Linked DNA regions of Zea mays: region 1 is linked to region 2. A link is a contact called in public Hi-C data. All regions are on one chromosome and are shown on one strand. The core of a region is the stretch at or near the end of the contact, and the rest is flanking DNA. Distances in the headings are between cores, read along the strand shown.

The links. A called contact is a pair of places that touch in the nucleus more often than the background predicts.
Region 1: a Hi-C map of tassel shows a contact between it and region 2, with 2.7 times the contacts expected there. The contact joins the enhancer-like site here to the promoter of LOC103627164 in region 2. A contact is called at or near these places in 2 of 25 Hi-C or Micro-C datasets (endosperm and tassel).

Annotation. Positions count from the first base shown.
Region 1 is chr5:164,875,949-164,881,368 of Zm-B73-REFERENCE-NAM-5.0, forward strand. It overlaps LOC100285117, which reads right to left. Exons shown (of 12, transcript NM_001158012.2): 7 at 5,239-5,420; 8 at 5,030-5,155; 9 at 4,790-4,936; 10 at 4,580-4,707; 11 at 4,181-4,301; 12 at 3,598-4,086. The coding sequence ends at 3,877. Among protein-coding and RNA genes, the nearest start is that of LOC100285117, 19 kb to the right of the region's middle. Within about 2 kb of position 1,828, at least 7 of the 20 cell types and tissues checked have an H3K27ac peak or open chromatin away from gene starts, as enhancers often do. A contact at or near this core is called in tassel, where this site is marked.
Region 2 is chr5:164,598,749-164,603,843 of Zm-B73-REFERENCE-NAM-5.0, forward strand. It overlaps LOC103627164 (F-box protein At5g50450), which reads right to left and starts at 3,343. Exons shown (of 3, transcript XM_008647468.4): 1 at 3,028-3,343; 2 at 2,685-2,847; 3 at 1,500-2,469. The coding sequence starts at 3,200. The coding sequence ends at 1,672. LOC103628635 (a long non-coding RNA gene) reads right to left here and starts at 148. Exons shown (of 2, transcript XR_002262418.3): 1 at 1-148. It overlaps LOC100278840 (a long non-coding RNA gene), which reads left to right. Exons shown (of 1, transcript NR_157200.1): 1 at 1-622.

The DNA of each region.
Region 1 (5,420 bases), core at 578-3,077, 280 kb after region 2:
ATGTGAATGTTGTCCTCGATTGTCAATTGAGCTGATCCGGGGGCAGGAGATTTGACCATTAATGTACGGTTTTGTGGCCATATATAAGGTAAGACAGTAGTAGGGTTTTTACACCTACTCTCACGACTTTTACTGTTGCACCTTTCCACTCACGCTTTTTTTATCGTCTATGCTCTACCGACGGCGATTGCCGTCGCTCGACAACTAGACTAGCGAGGATCAAGACAGTTGGATGAAGCCACTCCCAACATGCCATGGAACCTGCTTCTTCCCCTCTCACCGACCCTACCAGTTCCATCGTGTCACCGGTTAAATTAACCCCGACGAATAGTTCAACTTCCTCGGGCTCGGATGACATCGTACTTCCACCAATGGATGACATCTTCAAGACTTTGATAGTTAGGAATGGGGAGACTTTCGAGCTTGGACAGTCCTGGCACTTGGAGCGCTGAATTAGAGCGATGGAGCGCATGGGATATTTTCTAGCGACGGCTGGTTAGGCCTCCGGATTGGAGGCTTCATCGTAGCCATGAGGAGGGTGGTTTTCGAGGACTTTTTCGTTGATGGCCTTCACCTGTTGTACCATGACTTCGTGGTTGAGGTATTGGAGAAGTTTGGAGTTCATCTTCATTAGCTCACTCCCGATGCCATTATCACGCTCAGCAAGTTTGTGTGAGCGACGATGACCTATGGAGGGTCTCCATCTGTTGAGATTTTTACCAATAACTATTGTTTGCATTAGCAGAAGAAGACAGTGGATAAGTTGGTGCAGCGGTTCGGTAGTTGTATGTTTACATCGAAGACAGGGAAGACGAAGGGCAACGTGACCGAACTTGTGCCATGCGCCATGAATGGCTAAATATTTGTTCCAATTCTACATTGAAATAAACCTTGAATGTCTTAATATTTTTTGTTGTTGTGTGTTAAAGTTAACCTTAAATGGGTAAAGAAAAACTTGAATTGCTGCATATTTGTTCCTGATGTATGTTGAAGTAAACCTTGAATGGTCGAAGCAAACTTTGAATTGCTGAAGTAAATCTTGAATGACTGAACTATGACTAAATATTTGATGTTATGTATTGCGGACGACGGACGGATCAACTCATTTAATCGCGTGTAGCTGGTGCGATTGGTTCTCTAGTTGGTTGCTTCCCAGTGTATCAATCAGTTAGGTCTTGTTCGGTTTGTTGGGGATAAAATAAATTCCATCATGGATTTAATCCAAAGCTGGATTGGGTGAATCCATACCCCTCACCCAATCCCATACTAGAATTAAATCCATGACTCTAATCCAAACATGTTGTTCGTTTAATCCAAACATGAGAGGCGTGCCATCGCCCTCGGGGAGACGACCATGTCGTCGCCTCGTGGGTTTTATTCCAGAGGGAGCTAGGTCTGGATGCAATCCTGGTCATCCCTACTGAAAAAAAATCCAGGTGGTTGGGCCAGAATCCATAGATAGGCTGACCGAACAAAAAAATTAAATTGGTCTAGTTTTTTATGGGCTTGAAATGTGGCCTGGATTGAACCCTGATCCAGGTGAATCCAGGCCGGGATGGATTTAACCAAACAAGGCCTTACCTGGTGGGCTGCTTCGGTTGGATCCGGTGAGCTGGTAAGCCATTTAATTTATCTCCTATGTTCATTTTCTAAAGAAAAGAAACCTACATTTAATTTGATTAAATATTACCACAAATTATAAGGTTTCACTTCTATCGCTATATGTACTATTTAAGTTAAAGTTTATCCACACGGATTGGGATCCTCGGCAGTCGATTGCTCTCACGCGTCGACGCTGGGAGACCCCACCTGTCAGCTTCCTGGCAGTCGACTGCGTGACTGCCGAGGATCCGGATCCACAAGCCTATCTGCATGATGTCGAGCGTTGCATCCCTCCCAACTCCCACCGCGAAAATAATACCGTGAAAAAAACATGTGTGGGGCGCTGGATTTTCCCAAGACGTCGAAGTAAAAAACTCGACTTGCGGGGGTAAGACAGCCCCGAGTATTGTATTATAAGAAGAAGACCTTCTCAGAGAGGTCGAGAAAACTCCCGAACCCCTGCTCCACCCATACAAACTAGCATCGAAGCCCATGTGAGAACGACCGCGACCGAGGACGAGCCTTAGACCTTATGCTTTGGCGTGTGGCAGACGAGGAGATTTTTTAACCACAGCCTAAAATTCGCTCCCACAGATAGTCGTACCCAGGACCTGAGGAGTGCTACTCAGACCACCTAACCAATTCAACTAGACGCCAGTTCGCTTCCAAGACGTCGAAGTAGTAAGCCATGGCATCTAACCACTAGAGTTCATTAACTTTTGTGATATAAAAAATAAATATTGTAAATATTGTAATAAGCCATGGCACAACACAGTTCTCCGACCAAACCGACATGGGTTCAGTTTGATTCATGTCAAGCTAGGCTGGGCTGCAACACTATTAAATGGACCGTACCTCAGATAGCCCATCAGTCACGCCCCATTTTGTGATCTATAGTCTAGTACCTCCACCCTCATTATCCCTGATCTCGCAAGCGTGAAAAAAATCGAGAAAAAACTTCATCTTGTCTTACCCCACATCATATACCTCGTTGTCTATTGTCTCCGCCTCTCCTTACCACATCGCCGCCCATCGTCTCTAGGGCAAAATCGTGGGTGCACCAATTCACGCGATCCGACCCCTGGAGCGTGTGTTTAGATATGCGCGAGGTGTACTGCCGGACCCGCGAGCCGATAAGGATGACATCGTCACACACCTAACTCAAAATTGGTTTGGTTTGATCTAGAGGCGTGCTGACTACCGGTTTGCATAGACCCTGTCCTAGTTCTCGGTTGTCTTCCTTTGATGCAATCTAGAAATCTATAAGTTTAGATCGTGTTTGAATAAATATCTCATTTAAGTAAGGTCTATCTAATTGATATATAAAAACCGTAAAAATGCACGAGTCTGCACTAGTAAATCAAAATATAGTAGCATATAGCATGTGCTAACGCTACGATTCCGCGAAAGGGAAGGCAAGTGTCGACTGTGGCACGAGTGAGGGGAAGGGGACATCAGGGTCACGTGGGAGAGGGATGAAGAATGATTTAAATAATATTATCCACTGAATTTGAGTGATTAATAAAGAGAATGTTATCCAGCAATATGAAACGTTGATTTTAATGATGTGTTAAGCCTGAGTTCAATTTATTTGGTAAATTTAGTGGAGGTTATAGATGTGAGGTGATTTGTTTAGATGTATTTTATAAAGTGTAAACTGGTAAATTATATAATGGTATAAATAAGCGGGCAGCACACAGACCACATACATATTTTTACATTCAATTGCACCTCGTGTATGCGGCATGCCGCTCTATCGGTGGGTTTAGGATTTCCAATTCAAAACTGAATTGTTACCAGAAAATTTATTTTGTTCAAGCGCAGGATATGCTGCAAAATCCGATAGCAACATAGCACAATACCAAGACGCTATAAAGACTTACTTTAGTATACTCCTTCAGTCCAAAAAGATTATAAAGCTCACTTTTCCAGACTTGAATGAACTCAAGTTTGACAAGTAATAAGTCATTTGATTAAATCACATAATAAATTTTGGTAGTAAACTTGTTTATATAGATATGTAAATAATATTTCTATAGATCTAGTAAAACTTATGATTGATTGACAACTGAAAAAACAAGATTATCTTTCTTTTTGAGACAGTGGAAGCAACTATTAGACAAGTCAAGTTTAACAGTACAGTACACGTGAATACTTCGCCCTCAAGTCCTCAACCCACACAACCAACAAATACGTGTAGTACTCATCAGATCTATACAACGATAAACACTCACCTGAAAAAGGACAGAAGGTGAGCACAGATACCCTGCTCAACTAACAGTTGATGCAGTCTATCTCTTCAACACTGCTGTGCATGAAGTAACCCACACAAACTGCAACCAATACTATTACCGGGATCAATAGCCTCAGCACAAGCCACAGCGTGGAACCCTTGCTACCATCGGCAGTGAAGAATCTCCTAAGCATTTCCGCCAGTGGCCATAAGAGCTCACGCTTCTTGTTTACTGCCTGACTCATTTGGCCCTTGAACCAGCAACAACACCAAATTTACAGTTAGACCAATGGCCATCAAGGTATCACACAAGGCAAGGTGGGGCGAGGGTCAGAGGGAACTTACATTATCTTCCGTGTCTTCAAGCTTGCTCAACTTGGAAATCATGTTGCCATATAATTTGGCATCCCTTCTTTTGTACTCCTTGACCTTCTCCTTTAGCCTCTTGTACCCCATCTTCACATCCCTGATGAAGAGAATGAGTTATATCTTACTTGTATCAGCACGCAGGTTAAAGTTTCTGCATAAAAACACATATCGCAAAAGACTGAGGTGCGATTGCATGTTTGATTGATATCAACTGTTGATTTCCCTGATTGCATTGAAAATATGATATGTAACAGAATTAGCTGGCAAATTATTCTCAGAGGATTTTCATTAAGCCAACTTCAGTACTACATATTACCATGTCTGGGGTGTGGGATCTGTAATTTAATCAAGTAAGCAGTACCAACAAAGCATTACCTGTTGTCAGGATCTATTTCTAGAGCTTTCTTGATATCTGCCTCTGCCAAATCAAGATCAACAAGATGCATGTGTGCCTGTGCCCTTCTGTACAAGGCCTTCACGTTTGTGTTGTCAGATTCCAGGACCTAAATACCAATACTTATTGTAACCACAGTTTTTTTCTTATTATAATTCCCAAGTTATTTCACTTTACTCAGAGTATAGTACCTCGGTACACAGTTCCTTTGCTTCCTTGTAATCATTAAGTCTTAGTTTACATGCGGCATTGTTGAGCTTGCAGCTTATCTGAAGTGGTTTCGATAGCTGCTTCTCTTCTTCAGTGAAGGAGCTATCGTACTCGACAAAGCTCAAAGCCTGAGAAAGAGCAAAACAATCTTAAATACCTTTTTTAGCATAATGCAAAGAAGGTGCAAAAGGTTCTTTAAGCCCAGTGCTCTAAATTTTGACCTTTTCATATCTCTTAGAAGCCCTGGCATACTTGCCAATTTTAAACCACACATTCCCTTCTTCTTTCTTCTTAGCAGCTGCTTCAATCTTCTCAGCAACGTTCTTCAAGTCCCATGAATCTTTCTCCTGCATGAAATATCAGGTAGGATCTTAATTTCATTTTCATCACCGATCAATACACCATACAAGCTCTGGCGTTGCATATTTACCTTATCAAATGAGACAAGCTCCATTTCGTAGTAAACATATGAGTTTGGTGGAACTGTAGCCAGATCTTTAGTTGTTTCATTAGTTCCAAAGGCATGATGTGGAGGAATAGTGACCAAGGATACTTCTCCTTTCTTCATGCTGAGTACTGCTTTGTCAAGCCCTTCAATCACTTGATCCTCAT
Region 2 (5,095 bases), core at 2,093-4,592:
CTGCCACGAGGAGCTGTCGGAGACGAGAGGTCGTCGAAGAGATGGCGCGTCGGTGGCCTGGGGGCGGACAGCAACAGCACAGACAGAGCCTCGCCTGGTTTCGACTTTCGACTTTAGAGACGACTGACGAGGAGGCGGCGATTTTCGTGCGGGCTTCCTATCCCGAGAAAAAACTGGGATCCGACGAGGATATGGGCTGTCAGGGGGTTTGCTACCCAAGACAAAATCTGGCCTCTATTCCCAAACTAGGCCATACGCCCATACATGGCCTATGGCCTTGGTGGGCTAGGCCCAGACCATTAGTTACATTGCGAAAGGATTCAGGTGTTTTTTGTTGGGCTAGCAAACAGGCTAAAGGTAATAATTAGGTTTTTTTTCTGATGTGCATTTGCTGTGTTTGTGTGCACAGCAAAGTTTAAAATAGTGGGCTATAGCGAAGTTATAGCCTAGCTATAACATTTTGGAGGATCTAAACCTACGATATTTCACTTTTAGACGCTATTTTACCTGCCACCACTATAGCCCGATTTAGCTCTGCTAGCTTTAGCACTAAATAGCCACGCTATTTCTACTTTTCATGGTGTACAAAAAAATAATGAATGTGATGAAGAAGGATGAGAAAGCTCAATGATATTAGTGAATGCAATGAAGATCAACATGAACCCAACTTCGTACATACATAACAACCTAAACTTGCTTTATACATAATAAGATGATGCACATGCTATTGACATGGATCATTCTTCTTATTCAGATGACTCTATGCTTGATCAATAGATTGTACTAGTAGTCATTCACTTAAACTAATATTTTTTTGTTATGTACTATTTAAATCATGGTATTGTGTTGCTACCATATTAGCGAGCTGGTAAATTCTTTACTATTGTATTTTAGAATTACCTAAACCTATTAATGCCATGTTGTGCAGCAACTGCCTGGCTAGTGGCTAATAACTATGTTATTGAAGTGTTAGACACTTGAATTCCATGAATCATGTATTGTGTAATGTACTAGTCTTCAAGAGCCGCCTTAGAAACATATCGCTCGACTTCCATATTTTTGCATAAATTATACATGTTTTTATAAATCCGGCTATAGCTGCGCAATAGCCTTATAGCCTGAAAAAAATGATTCCGCTATTAATTTTGAACCTTGGTGCACAGTGCATTATTACTACAGTTTCATATATTACGTAAAATAATCCTTCTTTTTTTGTGTTAGTATTCGACAACTGTCGTACACGAAATTAAAGGAGCTTTATTGATGCTCGCAAGAAACGTGCGCCAGGTCATTTGTCTTTGACTAGATGACGTGTGACTTGGTTTGATGGCGTGCTACGGTGGTTCGGTGCGCGTAGTACTGAATTTCTGGATGAGTTTGGGTATGTACTACCGCAACTATATCATCATCAGCTATAAGAAGATGATAGTAATGCGCAGCAAAGCATGCATAATCATGGGCGGCATGTCCAAGCATAATAAACTAAAACTAGTAGCATATATAGAAAACTCACAGGTATATATTTTAGAAATGGAAATATATATATCTAGGCGATTACACGAAGGAAAACAAAACTACTGTCTGACAGAAAGTTAACTGAGAACATAGGATAGGAGAGGTGTAGTAGCTAGCGCTGGTGAATAGCTAGCGGGCCGGCTCGTCGACGCATGTCTACTTAGGAGCAGGAGCATCAGCAGCAGCACCACCGAGATTGTTGTGGTGAGTGGCGCTATTATTGTTGACAGCGGGCATAGCAGCAGCATTGGCGCCGTCGTCGGCATTGACGACGGCGTGGTTGGCAATGGCTTCCATGAGCCACTGGTGCGTGGGGACGCACTCCCGCGTGTGGCCCATCCTCCAGTGCAGCGACTGGCAGGAGCGGGAGCAGTAGCGCGCGATGCCGCAGACGGGGCAGCGGCGGTACTCGAGGCCCCGCGTCTCCGGGCGGCCGCAGGTGGGCATGGAGCACATGAGCAGCAGGCGCCGCGGCGGGAACGGCAGCGGGTTCGCCGAGAACCAGTCGCACAGGAACCGGTTGGCCGGGTGCGCCCACCCCCGCAGGCTGGCCGGCACGGTGGTGAAGCAGCCGAGCTCGCTGGTGAGGCACCCGGGGTTGCCGACCACGTGGGCGTACGCCACCGCCTGCTCCGCCGCGGTCGGGTACGTGGCGCGGAACTCCCGCAGGTTGGCCGTGAAGGTGAGGCGGCGGCCGGCCTCGGCGTCCTGCCGCACGCCCAGCCCGTTGCTGACGCAGAAGGCCAGGTCGCGCAGCGCGCCCATGTGGCCGCGGCACGCCGCCAGCGCGAACAGGTTCGCGGCCGCCAGCGGCTGCCTCTGGTTGTGGTCGATGCAGCTGCCGTTGTAGTAGACGACGGCCGCGGCGAAGGCGGCGTGCGCGTGGCCCGACCGCACCGCCATCAGCATGCGGGACCACCCATGGGTCTGGAGCCCCAAGCAGTAGAACTGGATCTGTGTGTGTCGATCGGGTGCGTGCAGACAGAGAGAAGCCGAAAGATCCCCGATCGATGGACATGGATGCATCCATCAATCGATCAGTATGTATTCACTTCAGTTTATGTGATGTGCGTTCGTTGTCCGCGTAGTAGACTACTAAAGACAAGCACGCAGGACCACTTATAGTACTCGGGAGACGGGAATGAGACACACGGGCCGGGACGACGCACCATGCCGAGGAAAAAGTTGGCGTCCGCGTTGCCGTTGTCGCCGCAGAAGCGGAGGAAACGGTCGGCGGCTGCGCACCACCTGCGCGGGAGCACGGACACGCACGCCGCCGACGCCGCCCGGATCACCTGCGGGTTAGTCACCAGCCTGCAGAACTCCTGGCACCTGCATGCCATGGTTCGAAGCGGAGCTAGTAATAATCAACAATTAATTACTCCAAGCATGCATGGGCTCGTCCATGTCATGCTGTGCCTTCTTCCAGCAGAATCAGAGAGCAAACCAAAAAAAAAAACATGTAGCTAGCTAGGCTAGGATGCATGGGGTCCGGCCGGCGCGTGCACGTACACAAGCATGACGTTGAAGAGGTCGGCGGGCTTGTCCGCGGCCGACGACAGGGCGGTGAGCACGGAGAGGATCAGCTCCTGGGGCAGCACCTCGAACGCCCCCATCTGGTTCGCCACAACCCGTGGCGCCGCCCCCACCCGAGGCCTCTTCGCCTGCAGACACAGACTCACCATACTGCCAGTAGCTAGTGCTCCTTTCACTCCGATCCTCGGAGTGAAGAGAGAAGATGGAGATAGTTAAGCGGAGGCTGGCCATGGCGGTGCTATTTATAGCGAGGGGAGGAGGCGGGGTGGGCACGCAGATGCGGCGCGCGGCCAGTTTACCCAAAACCCCTGCTGCCCCCCGGGGTCGCGCGCCGTTAGTTAGGATCGACGGCATGTCCTCCGTCCGGGACAGCCGTTCGCCTGCTGCTTCGAATCGAACGTTTTGCATGCCCCCCAACAGGCCCACGGCCTTCCTAAGCTTGTTCGTACGTGGGCGCTCTTGCGTTAACTTTGGCCACCACTAAGACACTGAATTTTAAACATATATGCGATTTAATAGTTCATTAGAAAGATGAGAAATAATGTTAAAACATATATATAGTCACTTCATTATATGTTAAAACAAATTACGATGCGAAATGTTAAAACATACCACAAGAATGATAGATGTACTTTTACTGGAAACAATTCAAACATGCCACAAGAGCATATTAGAAAAGAACATGTAGCTAGATTGTGTGGTACGGTATTTGACAAGAACAACATGTAATATATAGTCACATGGGGACATTTTAAACCTGCCATCATAGATGGAAACACCTAAAAACAAATTTGAGTAGCAACAACACCTGTCTAGCAAATCCTTTCCTTGATCAAGCAAGAGGCGGACCGCTGTATTGACGTCGGAGACTCTAAGTTAGACAGCTTATTCGTGAGTAATCGCCTAAGCCCCATCTTTAATTTGCTAGGGGAGCAACCCGAATTGTAAAACAACACCCTGCCCATAGTAGTGTGTCCTTGCAACTTCAACATTTTCTCGATCTTCATCCAAAGATGCACAAACTTCTTTGCATGCTTTCGAAAAAAGAATGACAACAAAATTATATAGTGTTTTGCCATAGCAACAATTCAATTGTGCAACAAGAACCATCCAAACATAGATTGAGTGATCGTTAAGAAATTATCAGAGGAATTACAACAAAATCTCATAGAGAAAATGCTATCAACATAAAAGAATATTAAAAATATAATTTGAAAAATACAGGTTCGCCATGAGAACAATTAAAAATACCCCAATACAAAACTGTATTGATACAATATTCCTTATTAGTTCTTGATATTATATAAACCAAGGTAGTGTAGCAAAATATGTTGTATGACCGCGAGCAACTTGTGCTTATAGATAACGCCTCTTGTACTAATAATTTATGTGGTGGGGATGATAGTAGTTTCTATTATACATCTAATATATAATAGCTTGTGCACAAACAGTGTAGCAACTTTGCAGAACTTCATTTGTAGGTTAGGTTAACATCGCTGACATATAAATTGATAGTAAGAATAGTATTCCCAAAAGTATACAATATGGATCATGTTATGTTAGATTTATGATAAACATTGCAAAACAAAGATTAATGCCAAATAAAGAAAATGTTCATATTTGTAGGGATAATGGACTAGTATCGCACAATGCAAACTTCTTGCATGCTAACGTCAGTCATCAATCCACATCACGACAAAAAAACTCATCATTTCACCCCATGCACGTGTATCCTCAAACCACACAAAAAGTTGCATCTACTTAGGGTATCCACAACGGTTACTAAACTGATAGCTTACATACGGTTTCATCTGGCATAATGGAGGAGAATAACACGCTAGCGTGTCTAAACTCACTAGTCTACATGAACCACAAAAAAGCTCTATCTCTCAAATCGAATGCTCTATGTAGAGTCACGTCATACTTCTTGTATTTTTTATTGTTTTCAGTGTCTACCCAATTACATTAGCGATTTGGCATTACCATTGAGAATGTCCTTAGCCCATATGCGGGACAACCGCAAAAGAAGAGAAAGAGTATAGTA